Linked DNA regions of Sus scrofa: all the other regions are linked to region 1. Evidence: chromatin contacts called from public Hi-C data. All regions are on one chromosome and are shown on one strand. The core of a region is the stretch at or near the end of the contact, and the rest is flanking DNA. Distances in the headings are between cores, read along the strand shown. Region 1 has its middle 73 kb from the start of TNFSF8. Region 2 has its middle 350 kb from the start of TNC. Region 3 overlaps LOC102161373 (a long non-coding RNA gene).

Evidence for each region. Hi-C and Micro-C count contacts between places; a contact is called where the count stands out from the background.
Region 2: a Hi-C map of adipose tissue shows a contact between it and region 1, with 5 times the contacts expected there. The contact joins two enhancer-like sites. A contact is called at or near these places in 6 of 47 Hi-C or Micro-C datasets (adipose tissue, embryonic fibroblasts, mesenteric adipose tissue and 2 more).
Region 3: a Hi-C map of retroperitoneal adipose tissue shows a contact between it and region 1, with 1.7 times the contacts expected there. The contact joins two enhancer-like sites. A contact is called at or near these places in 2 of 47 Hi-C or Micro-C datasets (embryonic fibroblasts and retroperitoneal adipose tissue).

The regions. Positions count from the first base shown.
Region 1 is chr1:255,530,476-255,533,142 of Sscrofa11.1, reverse strand. No RefSeq gene overlaps it. Among named protein-coding and RNA genes, the nearest start is that of TNFSF8, 73 kb to the right of the region's middle. Within about 2 kb of position 1,297, at least 22 of the 83 cell types and tissues checked have an H3K27ac peak or open chromatin away from gene starts, as enhancers often do. A contact at or near this core is called in adipose tissue and retroperitoneal adipose tissue, where this site is marked.
Region 2 is chr1:255,983,700-255,986,366 of Sscrofa11.1, reverse strand. No RefSeq gene overlaps it. Among named protein-coding and RNA genes, the nearest start is that of TNC, 350 kb to the right of the region's middle. Within about 2 kb of position 1,341, at least 4 of the 83 cell types and tissues checked have an H3K27ac peak or open chromatin away from gene starts, as enhancers often do. A contact at or near this core is called in adipose tissue, where this site is marked.
Region 3 is chr1:255,881,469-255,884,135 of Sscrofa11.1, reverse strand. The region is part of intron 4 of LOC102161373 (a long non-coding RNA gene); the gene reads right to left. Among named protein-coding and RNA genes, the nearest start is that of TNC, 250 kb to the right of the region's middle. Within about 2 kb of position 1,320, at least 11 of the 83 cell types and tissues checked have an H3K27ac peak or open chromatin away from gene starts, as enhancers often do. A contact at or near this core is called in retroperitoneal adipose tissue, where this site is marked.

The DNA.
Region 1 (2,667 bases), core at 48-2,547:
GGAGGAAAACCGTTTTGAGCAAAGTTGAAGAAGTTTGGGAAAAGCTTATAACGTAAGATTCAGCTTCCTGCTCATCACTCCCAAGACTTACGCTTTGTGGTTTAAGTGACATTTTTATACTCATTTTCTAATGCAATCTCCTAAAAATTCCATGACATAGATGAGGTGACAATTGTGGTCATGCAAGGGTTAGAGTCCCCAGAGGCAGACGGCCTGAGTTCAAACCCTGGCTCCTCCATTCCTCAGTCCCTGGCCTCTCCAGGCCTCAGTTTCCTCATCAGTAAAGAGGGGGGAGCTGCCTCTCCAGTTCCATGGGATTTCTGTGGGAAATAAATGATACCATCCCCAGACGCTCTTTGCATGACGCCTGGCAGATGGCAAGCACTCATGAGTGCGGCTATTGCTACCGTCACTTTATATATGGCCAACTGGGAGTTCCCGTCGTGGCTCAGTGGTTAATGAATCCGACTAGGAACCATGAGGTTGCAGGTTCAATCCCTGGCCTTGCTCAGTGGGTTAAGGATCCGGCATTGCCATGAGCTATGGTGTAGGTCGCAGACGCAGCTCGGATCCCTCGTTGCTGTGGCTCTGGCGTAGGCTGGTGGCTACAGCTCCGATTGGACCCCAGCCTGGGAACATCCATATGCCACGGGAGTGGCCCTAGAAAAGACAAAAAGACCAAAAAAAAAAAAAATGTGTGTGTGTAGTGGACTGGGGTTACCAGGAGTGCAAGGACTTGCCAGTGGCTACTTCCCCAATTAACAATGGAACCAGGATGTAAACTCAGGGCTTCTGGCCCCAGTGTTCTTGCTCTGCCCCAAGCCCCTGATGAAAACCTCTCCTTCCCTGAGGACACGGGTGCCATGGTGACAGAGTAGTGCTGCACAATGAGGGGTGTGGGGCAGCTATCTGGATCCTTCATCAGGCTCCTGCAACCTGGTGAATTAGAAAGAATGTCTGCTAGGACTGTGTCCTTCTCCTGCACTCATCGGCCCCTAAAAGGAAGGGAGCCCTGTGTCACCCAGTCTGGCCTGAATACATCTGCTCATGGGGGAACCCACGGCCTGGCAAAGCAGATCTGTTTGTACTCAGTGAATGTGAGTCAGAACCGCACATGATACATTTCTCTTTTAAATACAGATGTGGGAGTGGGGGGGGGGCAATACTCAGTTCATTCTCTTAGGAATTTTCAACAAATCGACTTATTTAATGAAAATGTTTGGGCTGATAGGCCTCACTCAAATGGAATGTGATGGCTTCAGAAGCCAGGATCGCAGGAATGTGTGGCTCCAGCCAGATCCTTTGCTGCTGAGTTTATCTTGCTTTAATAAATGCTGTCATGTTATATACACAGTTTGCTGTTCCAGATCATAAGACTTGTTGCCTACAATCCAGCCATAGCAACACTCGCCTTGCTGTATTAACCCAAACAAACTGGCTCCCTGTAACAACCAAACCTTACATGGGAGGTTTAACCCTCTACTGGCTGCTGATTTAGGAGTTCCCAACCCAGCCCCTCCCAAAAAAGAGATATAACTAAGCTGGTAAGGAATTCCCCAGAGGCCACACAAGAATCAAATTCTCTTGGTGAAGAAGCCACATCAAACAAGAGTCCTTAATCATGGCCTTTGGAAGGTCATAGATGCCTCCACGTGGAGGCCAGGTAGGCAGAAGGTCTGAGGCCATGGCATTAGAAACCTGCCCAGTAGGTATACATTGTCTGCTCCACAGGTTCTGGCCAGAAGTGTGAGCTCAGGGCTTCTCAAACACCCTTCAGTGGCCAGCTCCGTGGCTCCATTCAAGCAGCCTTCTTCATCTTGAAAGGTCTCCTGAAATCCTACTCTACCCTCCCAGTCCAAGCTCAAGTTCATGAAGCACTCCAAGGCTCTCATGGAGAATTAACTCCCAGGGTGTTCGGTCTTCCCTCTGCCCCTCTGCCATCTGTACACCTCCTTCCTGTTCTGTGTCCCAAGGGCTACCCTACCTGAACTAGATCAATGGACCCGCCTGCCCTCAGGCTTCCATGGGCAGCACATGGACATTGAAGGGAGGAGACTGCTGGAGAAGGGGGCGGGAAGGAGAGTCAGGGCACTGGTCCTCCAGCTCCATCTCTACGGGTCATGGTGGGCTGGCATCATGCTGGTGAGTTTCCCTCATAAGAGGCGCAGCACCTGTCAACTGACTACCTCCACACGAGGCTTCAGACAACTGCTATGCCCACTTGCCCCTTCAGGCCTCCCGATGGTCTCTGCTCCTCCCTGGGGGGCTACGCTAGCCCTCATGGGTCTCCTCCATACTGCCCGTGCCATTGGAAATAGTCCTGCTCTTTAAACTCTTCTCAGGGGCCCTGACAGGCAGGCCAGCCCTCGGGGAGTGCCAGGTGCTCAGTACCACTCTTGTGACCACCTGACGCCCCTATTCCCGCCTCGCTCCCTGGAGTGGACCTTGGTCATTGGATGGCGTCCCACCATTCAAACTCCTCTCTGGTTTTGGAAACTTTCCCATTGGTGAGAACCCTTCCTCCCACCATGGAAGCCGTGGGGAAAACACTCTCCTCCCCACGGCAGCCAGGGCAGGGAACTTGAGCTTGGCCCACTGGGTAACTGCAGAGGGACTCAACCTTGAGCGAGGAATGCAAACCAAGGAGCCTCTGAGGCTGGCTTCTTC
Region 2 (2,667 bases), core at 92-2,591, 450 kb before region 1:
CACTCTCCCAGATGTAAACAGGGCAGGGCTATTCTCCTTTGACAGAGCGTGTGCTCTGGAACATGCAATGCCTGGGAGAGAGGGACAGAAGACAAAGTCACACCAGCAGCTGCAGGTGACAAAAGCAAATTTGTGTTCTGCTGGTACTTTGTCATTTCCCCTCTCTTCTCCTTACTGCTTTCTTTAGCCCAGCTTTGCTACAGATTCTGATTCCAAGCAGTTCCCCTCCTCCTTCATCTCCGGTACACATGCCATGCCACCCCACTCCTCCTGTCTCCCCAAGTCACAGGGAATGACTGAATTCTTTGCAGTCATCATATATACTCTCAGATCCAGCCCTCCAACCTTAGCACATTTTTACTTCATTCAGAAAATGATCCTCGGAGTTCCCGTCGTGGCGCAGTGGTTAACGAATCCGACTAGGAACCATGAGGTTGCGGGTTCAGTCCCTGCCCTTGCTCAGTGGGTTAACGATCCATTGTTGCCATGAGCTGTGGTGTAGGTTGCAGACGCGGCTCGGATCCCGCATTGCTGTGGCTCTGGCGTAGGCCAGTGACTACAGCTCTGATTGGACCCCTAGCCTGGGAACCTCCATATGCCACGGGAGCAGCCCAAAGAAATAGCAAAAAGACAAAAAAAAAAAAAAAAAGAAAAGAAAGAAAACGATCTTTTCCCTCCCCAGCCCCATCCCAATTACTGGAGAATCCCAGTTGTGTGTTTGGGTCTTGGCTTAGGTGTCACCTCCTCCAGAAATCCTTCCCTGACTCATTGAATCAGTACATCTCTGTGTCCTCCCTTGTGCTTTTCTAGTGCACTTCCTTCTTCCTGAACACCTATCACAATATCTTGGAATTGCCTGGCTATATACCTGTCTTTTCCATCAGAGCAAATACTAGGGAGGTTATTGTAATCTGCGTCCTCTCTCCAGCACCAAGGGTAGTGTTTGTTAATATGCTCAAAAAATATGTATTGATTGGCTGAGCAATTAGATAAATGATTAAATAAACTGGTGCAGACAATTTGCAAGAATTTAAAGGGAGGGTGAGGAGGAATGTTACAATGCCCCAGTGTAACAGGAGCCTGTGTTTCCATGGCAGCTTGGGGCGCCTCTGTTCTGTCTCTTATAGCCGTATTCCCACATTCTGCCCTGGCTCAAGGGGTCAAGCAAGGTCTACTCAAGAAAGGAGCCCATTTTCCTCTGAAAAGTGTTCCCTGCTTCTGTTTTGCATTCTTTTGCCGCTGATGTTGTCAGTGAAGCCAGGAGCGTCTGGGATCTCTATTAGCACCAGGCTGTGTGAACAGACTTGGGCCAGAGTTGCAGCTGGGAAGAATGCCCCTGGTGTGAACAGGGTGGTTCCAAAAGCGCGGCAGAGAGCCGGCCGGCAGGGCAGGCAGGGGCAAAGGAGAATGAGTGAGAGCCAAGGATGCGTCGAGACCCTTCAAGTCAAGGAGACACGTTAGAGCAGTGAGCATCCTGGAGTGAAAATGCAGGTCTGTACTAACCACCGGTAAGACCCTAGGCAGTGATTTACCATCTCGAACTGTGGCTTCTTCATCTGTTAGACCACAGCTCTTAGGCATATTCTAAAAATGAGATGAACTGATATTCTTGGGCTTCTCTAGTGAGTGCCGAGTATTTAGCAGGCTTTGTCTGTCAGTCTGTCTGTCTCCCTGTTCTTCCAGAGAAATAGAACCAATAGAATAGAGAGGGAGGGAGAGAGAGAGATTTGGAGGCTGCCAAGTCCAAAAATCTGCAGGGCCGGCTGGCTGGCTAGAGACCCCAGGAAGAATTGTTGTTGCAGCTCCAGTCCAAACACAATGTGCTAGCAGAATTCTCTCTTCCTTGACCTTTCTTAAAGGTCAGTCTTTTGCCTTAAGGTCTTCAGTTGATCAGATGAGGCCCACCCACATAATAGAAGGTAATCTGCTTTACTCAAAGTCTGCTGATTTAAATTATTTTTTAAACTTTTTTATGGAAGTTCACAGGCCAGGGATTGAATCCGAGCTGCAACTGTGACCTACATGGCAGTGCAGGATCTTTTAAAGCACTGTGCCAGGTCAGGGACTGAATCTGCACCTCTTGACTGCACCAAGCCATTGCAGTCAGATTCTTAACCCACTGTGCCACAGCAGAAACTCCCTACTTATTTAAATATTAATCTCATCTTAAAAGTACCTTCATAGAAACATCTAGATGTTTGATCAAATATCTGGGTTCTGTGGCCTAGCCAAGTTGACACATAAAATTAACCATGACCATCTATCTGTCTGTCTATCTATCTTCTATCTATCCATCCATCCATTGCATTAAATGGGGCACTCCCCATCTTTAAACATAGTACAACCCCACAGTTCTTAAAGTTACACAGCATCAGGGACCTTCATTTCATTTTAATTTCTCACTATAAATGCCCAAGAAACAGTACCTTAAGTCTCCTAGGCAGTACCAAAACCCACCGTATTACAAGGGTCTACTTACTGCCAGTTCTCTGCATCCGAAAGATGCACATCAACATCTATTCAAAGAAATGCTTAACCTGGTTTCCTGGAAATGTAGAGAAGTAGCAACACATGCAGTAATTGTGCCAATAAAGAGCTATCTGCTACTAGAAATGGTGACACCAGAGAAACAGATTGTTCGTCCTTCTCACCTTCATCCAGGGAAGG
Region 3 (2,667 bases), core at 71-2,570, 350 kb before region 1:
ACGGACCCACGTGACTTGGCTGGGATCTTACTCACTACGACTTCAACTACTCTCTCCCTCACTCCAGCCATCGCAGGCTCCCTAGGGCCTCTTCCTTTGCTATGTACTCTGCCTGTAAAGCTCTTACCCAGATGCCTTTATCTCTTAGCTCCATCAAGCTCAAATTCACCTGTTTTCAGCGAAACTTACCATCAACATCCTATTTAAAATATTAGTCATCCCTTGACACAATACCTCAGTTCCCCCTCACGCTGCTGTCTTTCTTCCAGATTGCTTACCACCTTTACTCTAACATTTAAACAATTTTTTTTTTTTGGTCTTTTCAAATTTTCTAGGGCCACACCCTTGGCATATAGAGGTTCCCAGGCTAGGGGTCTAATCAGGGCTGTAGCTGCCAGCCTATACCACAGCCACAGTAACGTGGGATCTGAGCCGCATCTGCTACCTACACCACAGCTCACAGAAACACTGGATCCTTAACCCACTGAGCAAGGCCAGGGATTGAACCCACAACTTCATGGTTCCTAGTCGGATTCGTTAACCACTGTGCCGCGATGGGAACTCCATAAACAAGTATTTTGATTACCGTCTATTGCCTGTGTCCCCTGCCTCCCAGGACAACAAGCCCCCTGAGCGGGAAGCCACACTGCCTAAGCTAGGGAGTGGTGGTGCAGGAGACAGTACGCATGTTTTATTCTGCATCTGGCTTCAGGGGCATACACTTCTGTCCACCTCGTTCTGTGACATTACCCAAGTGCCTAAAAGAGTGCTTGCAATGTGGCAGGTACTCAGTTTGCTGAAGGAATGAATGAATGAGTTAGAGAGTTATGTGGCTAAATGGAACCAGTGGACCCAATGAAAAGGCCCTAAGACTTTATCTATGTTTCAACATAGGTTCAAGTCCCAGGCTTGGCGCTTAATAGCTCTGGACTTCGGTAGATGTGCTTTGCCTTTGCAGTGCTCCAAGTTCTCTCCTGAAAAATGAGCATTCTCAACACGTCCATCACCTCTGCCTCTCAAGGTCACCATGAACACTGCAACATTGAGTAGGATATTTTATGAAGGGAAATCATTTTAACAACAGAAGCACTCATTAACATTATTTATCTAGGGAGAAGATTTGGTTACTCTGCTTCACAGAAGTTACACAGAAAACATGTGTTGCTCTGATCTGACTTCTGATCAGAGATTGGTAGGGGTTCCTGGAACCATCCCCCAGGGGCCTGCTGCTGTCTGTCCACTGCTTGCCCGCTGCTCCTGATAAAAGCCAGACTGTCCCTAGTTGGTCCCATAGGAGGCGCTAGAGAGGAGGATCAAGGGCTCTCTCTGATACAGCCAGGGCAACCAGAGATGCAGCAGGCCAGAACCATCATCCTTGACCTCTCTGGGCCCTTCCGTTGAAAGAGCCACCTCCTCTTGATCAGGGAACAAAGAATTCATAGCCTTGGGCATCTCCTCCTACTCCATCCCTCAGTGCCATCAGCTTCAACTGAGAGGCTGGGTCGTGTCTGGGCAGATGAAAAATAACAAACAGTAATCCTTAAGAACCCTCCGCTTTCCTTACTGTTCTGGCTCAGGTGAGCTCTAGGAGGTAGAAGCTTTTTTGTGCTCTCTCCATCCTCTGAGAGTCTCTATCCTCAGGTAAAAATCTGTTGACCTGGAGGAGAACAAACCTGCTTCAACTCTGCCCTGGAATTTGAGTGTCAATCCTTCTGGAGGACCTCAGGGTCAAGGTCTTGGTGAGGGGTACATGGATACTTGCCACAACCAGATAGATAGGAATTGTTTATAACTGAAAAGATAATGAGTGTGTAGCTTAAATTTGTAGCTACTACTTAAAACTGAGTGTCTAAAAATGCTTGGGGAAAAAAAAAATGTGTTCTTTCAAACAAGGTTATTTCCCCCATGTGGTTCTATTAATATTACTTATTATTTGATGTGGAAAAAAATACTATTGTGAAGGAGCCGATCTAAACCACATCCTGTCTGAATGTTCATCTATATTTTTATTTATAAACTTGAAATTAGAAAAGTTTCCCACGCAGACCGCCATCTCCACAGTCCCACTTTCACTGTGATTTTTATCTGTGTTCTGTTTACCCTTTTCAACCCTGTTGATTTGCCTTTCGAAAATCCTTTCTTTCTGCTGTTGCAATCGGTTCCTATTAAGGAGTGCTGTGGAAGTCCTCCGGGAAGTTTCAGAGTGTTTTCAGAAGCTATTTATAAACCTCCCAGAGTTGACTCTGTTGACTGAATAGGAGTTGGCATCTTTCCCTGTGATGGGAGTAAGATAAACATGGCCAAGGTAGAGAAGGAACATGCCTGCTGACCAAGCTCTTGCCTAAAAACCCCTTCCAGTTCATCCAAAGCTCAGAGAACATCCAAAAATGAAGACTCCCCAAAAAAACGGCCGTTCCCCTCTGTGACCGCCGCATTCCTGGATCCTTCTTGGAACCCCTGAACTTGCCACTGAAAGCCCTGGAGAGTCCTATCTGGAGCTGTTGACAAACTGATTTCAGGGGGTTTCCTCATTACCACAATGACATCTGGGCAACAACAGATGATTTACTTAAGGGCATGCCCTCTTTTTCCTGTTATCTTCACCTCTCTGGTTTCCCAAGTAGAACGGAGTGTGAGAACAGACGGACATAAATCACTCCCTTGTTC